Regions from separate parts of the Gossypium arboreum genome. Here region 1 is linked to region 2. Evidence: chromatin contacts called from public Hi-C data. All regions are on one chromosome and are shown on one strand. Each heading gives the region's core, a stretch centred on a gene start, on an enhancer-like site or on the middle of the called end of the contact. The rest is flanking DNA. Distances are from core to core; before and after follow the strand shown.

Region 1 (3,024 bases), core at 94-2,593, 310 kb after region 2:
TACTTTATAAAAGAATTATTATTGGGTTGGATATAATGATAATAAGAATAATATTAAAGTAAAGTAAACAATAATACTATATATAAATACATATATATATATGTATATAATAGAAATACACACTACTATATAATAATAATAAATATAGAAATACAAAAAGCAAATATAATAAAAATATTAAATTAAAGTAATAAAAACAATACTATATATAAATATATATATATACATAAAAATATACACTAATATATAATAATAATAGTGATAGCAAAAATAATGAAAATATGAGTAATATTAATAATATATTAGAATACAAAAGTAAAGTAATAACAATAGGGTGATAATAATAATAATAATACAAACAATAATACATATATATATATATAATAATAGTAGTTAGAAATAAAAATAATAAAAGTAACAATAATGATAGTAATAATATAAATAAATATGGAGAGGCATATATAATATAATAATAATATAAATAATAATATATACATGAGAAATAATAATAATATAAATAATAGTAAAAATAATAAAATAATAAAACAAAGCTCTCAACTCTCTTTCTCCTTTTTCTAAATCCGTAGTTAATTAAAACTTTTATTTCATCATAGACCCTCCATGGGCACATCATCAGTACCACCACACACTGACAATGGGACCTAAAAAAACCTTTTTCAGTAATGAAAATATGGGTAAACTTCTTACTTTTATTTTTACTTTCGTATAAAAAAAACAAAATAAAATTGAAAGGAAAACAATAAACAAACAAAGAACTAAAGATGAGAATAGACAAAAGAAACCTCTTTTACTTTGATCTTTGATTAATCTCCAAAAACTAGCCTTTCCAAGAAACAAAAACAACCTTCTTTCCAAAAAAACAAAAAAACACCTCCAAAAAATAAAAAAAAATCTCCTCCAAAACAAAGAACAATCCTCCTCCAAAAAACCCAAAACCCCCTAAAACAAAGTCTTGAATGGCTTTTATAGCCAAATTTTACAAGTGGAGTGGTTGGGGTGATTTAGGTGGCCAAGAGTGGTGGAGTTGGTGGCCAAGGTGGGTGGCCAACAAAGGTGGTGGATTAGGTGGCCAAGGTTTTTATTTATTTATTTATTTTTTTTTGTGTTTGTGTTGGGATTAGGTTGGGCCAAAATTGGGTTTAGGCTTGTAACTGGATAATAGGCTAGGTTTAATTTGGGTTTAGTTTTATTGGGTCCCGGGCAAAATTTGGGTCTTACAATAGTAATTGCATGTCTGCATTATCCTTTTTTTATGTTGAAATATTTTTTAAAAAATTACATTTAATTATTTAGTTGATTTTAAAAATATTAAAATTATTAAAAATAAATAGTAAAAATTAAATTGAAGCGAAATTGAAGATGCATTCAACATTCACTGTAGAGCGAGTAGTGAAGCAAAGCCTGCTAATTATGGTGGTGTAGCATCCACCCGGCGCCGCTTCAGTGGCATCCCTACCTCGTCTCTCCACGTAGTTCCGTCCCTGGTCATCAACCGCCAACTAAGCTATGAACTCCCGGTCTCAGTACCAGTATCAGCACTTTTATTTTATTTAATTCTTAACCAATAATTTACCTACCCGCCGCAGCCTACCTTCCGTCGACAACCATTTAAGCTGTACGTTTTAATCACCTTCCTCACTATGGATTCAACCTTCTTCTCATTTCTCTAACAACCAAAAAAGTAGGAAAAAAATGGCTACTCATAATCTTGCTGTTATCCTCAAAAACCAGTCAAACGACGCTGAATTCCTCCTCCTTAAGCAAACTCCACCGCCTAAATTCAGCGAAGACCAGTACGATTCTTATGTGGATTCTGATCTCTGGGACCTTCCTTCCACGCTTCTCAACCTTCAACACGATCACTCCCACCCTGGGATCGTTATCCAGGGCGCCCAGTCCTCTCACAACATTGATTTGACTAAATTTGATGTCCAACTTGCTCTTACTGGGGTCAATTTTATTTCCTTTTTAAATGAATAATTTCATTTTCGAGTTTCTGTTATCTGATGGTGGTTAATTCGTTATTCTTTCTAGGTGCTGGAAAAATTGGGTTTAAAGGTGAATGATGTAGGGGAGTGGAGTTTGTTCAAGTATGTGGAGGAAGCTGAGTTCGGACCTGGGTTTCCAGTTAATACTGTGTTTATTATGGGCAAATTGTTGGACGGAAATCAAAATTGTCAAGGTATGTTTATTGTACTCGTTCATCAAGCTAAATATAGTTGGTTTAACTTTGTATTGGCTAAGTCTTCTAGAATCTCGATGCTTATTTCTAAAAATGCATAAGAGAAGTTATTGGGTGAAAAAATAAAATGGAGATTTTTAATTCATAGATTAACTTGATCTACAAAGGGCTTCAGCTGAGAGTTTGTTAAGTTGTAAAATTGATCAAATTGGGGCTCGCCAAAAAGAGGGCAGATTTTATCTTTAATTGTTACCAAAAGCTTATTAGCTATGAAGCACGGACACGCCGGAAAGTCCCTCGTACCTATCTCAACAGGTTACCCGACATGGACATGCCGGAATACCTACCAGACACATCAAAATACGGAAAAAAAAAAATCAGATACGGCGAGACACACAAGGACACGGGATTTTGGTGGTTGAAAATAGTTGAAAACATCATAATAGTGATAGAAAATCTCTGTTTGAAACCTAGATCTAGACTTTATCGTTAAGATTTTCTAAACTCTAATCTGGTGCATGTGAGAAGTTGAGAGAGATATACTGAGGGTATTTTACAATATTTCGACACCATTGACAGCAGCTGGAGTGGCAGTGGTGACCCTGTTCTGTATTGTGTCGTACCCGTATTGTGTGTCTGTGTCTGTGCTTCATAGCTTATTAGAATGTTATTGTTCAAACCCTATGGGTTATGATTTTGTTGACTCTGTCACCAGAATATGCTGTAGCACAAGCAACTTATTGTTAGAAATGCTCCATTACTTGTTCAGGGCTGTGGAAGTGGATGTCTACTGAAAGCTGTCTTACTTGGCTTCTGGAGGT
Region 2 (3,022 bases), core at 271-2,770:
GTAGTGATTTGTGTTGAAGCGATACTAAATTTCACAATGGCATAGGTGTTCAAGCATGAAGAACATAGAAATTAGATTCAAATATGCTATAAGTCATTATACTTTTTGAAAATTAAGAATTCAATCCTGTACTTTTATTTTATGAAATTTAATCTCTATTTTTAAATTTCAAAATTCAGATCTAATTGTTAATGTTATTTAAATTTTTATTAAATTTATTGTTATGATATTTTGAAATAAAAAAAACTTACTTAGTAGTCATGTGATTAAAAATAATAATTTTGTAATCAATTTAAATTTAAAAAAAATAACCGTATTAATATTTAAACTTAAATTTTAAAATTTGAAAAGTAAAAAAAGTTACACTAGATTTATAATTTTCAAAAAATATAATGTATGATTTTAAGGTAGAAATTAAGAAAATGTAAGTAGGAGTGGACGGTGTTGTTTTTGGTGCCTCGAAGGGTGACACGTGATTCTATTCTTTCTAGAAAGGAGATGTGCGGTGGAAAAGGAGATGAAATGCCCGATTCACGTGCCTCTCATTTTATGACAATAGAGTTTCATGCTTTGGTTAGGGAAGAGATTGAATCACTATTTCCTAATATTATAAAATATGTTTTTTAATTACAATGACAGGGTTATGTAAAACCTAAATAACAATTATAATTAACACGACTTAAATTTAGGTCACATTTAGAATAATAAAACTCTTCATATATTATGTAAATAATTTAAAAATTATAAAAATTCATAAAAGAAAGGGGGTCATTTTAGCCATTCATTTAATTTTTCGTCTCTTTTAGTCCTTAAATTTGTATTGTTTATTAAATCACTCCAAAATAGATGGAAAAGTTAACATCTGTTAACTTATTTACATGTATGCCACATTAGCAATTAATTTTTAAAATTTTAAAATATTAAAAAATAATTAATTGCTGACGTGGCGGCATCCACATGGCAATTCATGTGCATGTCATGTTAATAAAGTTAATAAACATTATATTTTGCTATCCATTTTTGTGATGATTTGACAAATACAAAGTTAATGACTAAAAGAGTCGAATAATTTAATAGAGGGCTAAAATGATTACTTTTATAATATCCTTATAATTTTGATTTAATATAAATATTAATACTTAAATTGAATTGAATCACAATTTCAGATGAAATTAGCATTTCATTTAGAAAAAAAATATTGTATGTTTTAAATGTAGAAAAAATATGAGATCTGGATTCATTATACTAAAATGTTTCATTTCAAGTAGATATTATATTAATTAATATAAATTTGTTAAATAAATATATAAAAATGATAAATGGTTTCCAGTCATCATCGAAAGACCAAAGTGGGTATAAATTTAGAATTTTCTTGGAAAATGCAGCCTCTGGGCTGGCTCTTGGGTCCTACCTTTTCATCTCTTCCAAGAGAAAAGAAAATTCTATTCAAAGACTGCCCTTTTGAAAATTAATAAAGAAAAAGCATGCAAAAGTCTCCAACATAGATTCCTTTCTTTTGCTTTCAAGCAACCAATACCCCCCAAAATCTCAATCCATCCTTCTGCTGCCAAAGTTTCAAATTCCAAACCCTCCCAATCACTTCACTTAAAATTTCCCCATATAACCCTTCAACACAGACCCAACCTGAAACCAATATGACGACGCTGCAGAAATTCAAGCTATTGGCGACACAATGCGGCGTCACCCAAAGCCCAACACGAAGTCCAAGGACGAGCCCCCTCCTCAACTTCCGCCGCCCTAAAACCACACTCCGAATGCTTCTTACCAGAAGCGGTAGTCGCAAATCGTCAAGTTGCCGGGAAATGGCGTATCCACAGAGTTTCTTCGGCATTTCAGGTGAGAAAAAGAAGGGCGACAAGGATTTAAGTGGTCGCACTTTGAAGGATTTATTCGTATCATCAGGAGGAGGATACGAGGAGGACCAAGGAAAAGTGGTGAAGGAGGAATTTGGCGGGAAGGGCGACGTTCAAGTGGCGACGAAACTTGGCGGTGTGAATGGGTTGGGAGGTGAAGCGGGATCGGCACGGGCAGGGTGGATTGGGTTTAGGCATAGGATGGTGTTGAGGAAGGCTTGGCGTCCCATGCTTCAGACCATCCCTGAGTAATCATATTATTTGGGTGAGGCGTTTAAATCTCTTCTTAAACGCATTTCTTTCTTAAAACCAAAATTTTGCTTCTTCTTCTTCTCTCTCTCTCTCTCTCCCCCTTGTATCCAAATGCTGGGCTTCAGATTGATATATTGTTAAAAGATGACACGTGTTCTATTTAATATGTGATAATATTTAAACTTTTTTATTTTGATTTTATGGATTTCTAATAATTTATCAAACGTTAACTATTATTCGTAAATTAAATTATTTTCTTATTTTAAATGTTTTTCATAAATTAAATTATTTAGATATTAAATGTTTTTCTTATTTTAATTTATCAACATTCAAATCTTTGTCAAACCTAAATTTTCAACCTTCACATACGTTGATTTTTCAATTCAACCAAACTCTCCATAATTACAACAAATATACAATAATTATTTATTTTTAGAGATAAAATGTGATTTGTTCTATGAGGTTTGTTTCATAATTATCTCTTTAAAATTTTAAAATATTTTTCACTATCATAAAAATTAAAATTAATTACATAAATCGAGATTTTTGTTCTAACCTTATTATTTGTCAGATTCATCAAATTAGACTTGGGATCATTCAACGTATCAGACTTTCCTTCTCCATACCCATAAATCATATCCATGGATTTTGATATATTGTAGGAATAAAAGAATGCAGATGGGATTGGGAATCTGAAAAGAAGGAAATAAAATTGGGAGCAATATTGTCGCCGGAATTCATGAGTTTGATATGGGTAAAATTCCTGTTAAGTATTTCTATTACAAAGATTAGATCAATTTAATCCTTATACATGAATTTACAAATCTAAAAAAAAAAAACTATAAAAACTATAAAACTTTTAAAATATTAACATTGTTAAACAATAAATGTTAACT

What was found. A called contact is a pair of places that touch in the nucleus more often than the background predicts.
Region 1: a contact with region 2 is called in a Hi-C map of leaf, with 4 times the contacts expected there. The contact joins the promoter of LOC108475966 here to the promoter of LOC108455989 in region 2. A contact is called at or near these places in 2 of 5 Hi-C or Micro-C datasets (both in leaf).

The regions. Positions count from the first base shown.
Region 1 is chr3:10,529,042-10,532,065 of ASM2569848v2, forward strand. It overlaps LOC108475966, which reads left to right and starts at 1,344. Exons shown (of 12, transcript XM_053025515.1): 1 at 1,344-1,950; 2 at 2,056-2,203; 3 at 2,973-3,024. The coding sequence starts at 1,714.
Region 2 is chr3:10,221,432-10,224,453 of ASM2569848v2, forward strand. LOC108455989 reads left to right here and starts at 1,521. Exons shown (of 3, transcript XR_008279945.1): 1 at 1,521-2,139; 2 at 2,789-2,880.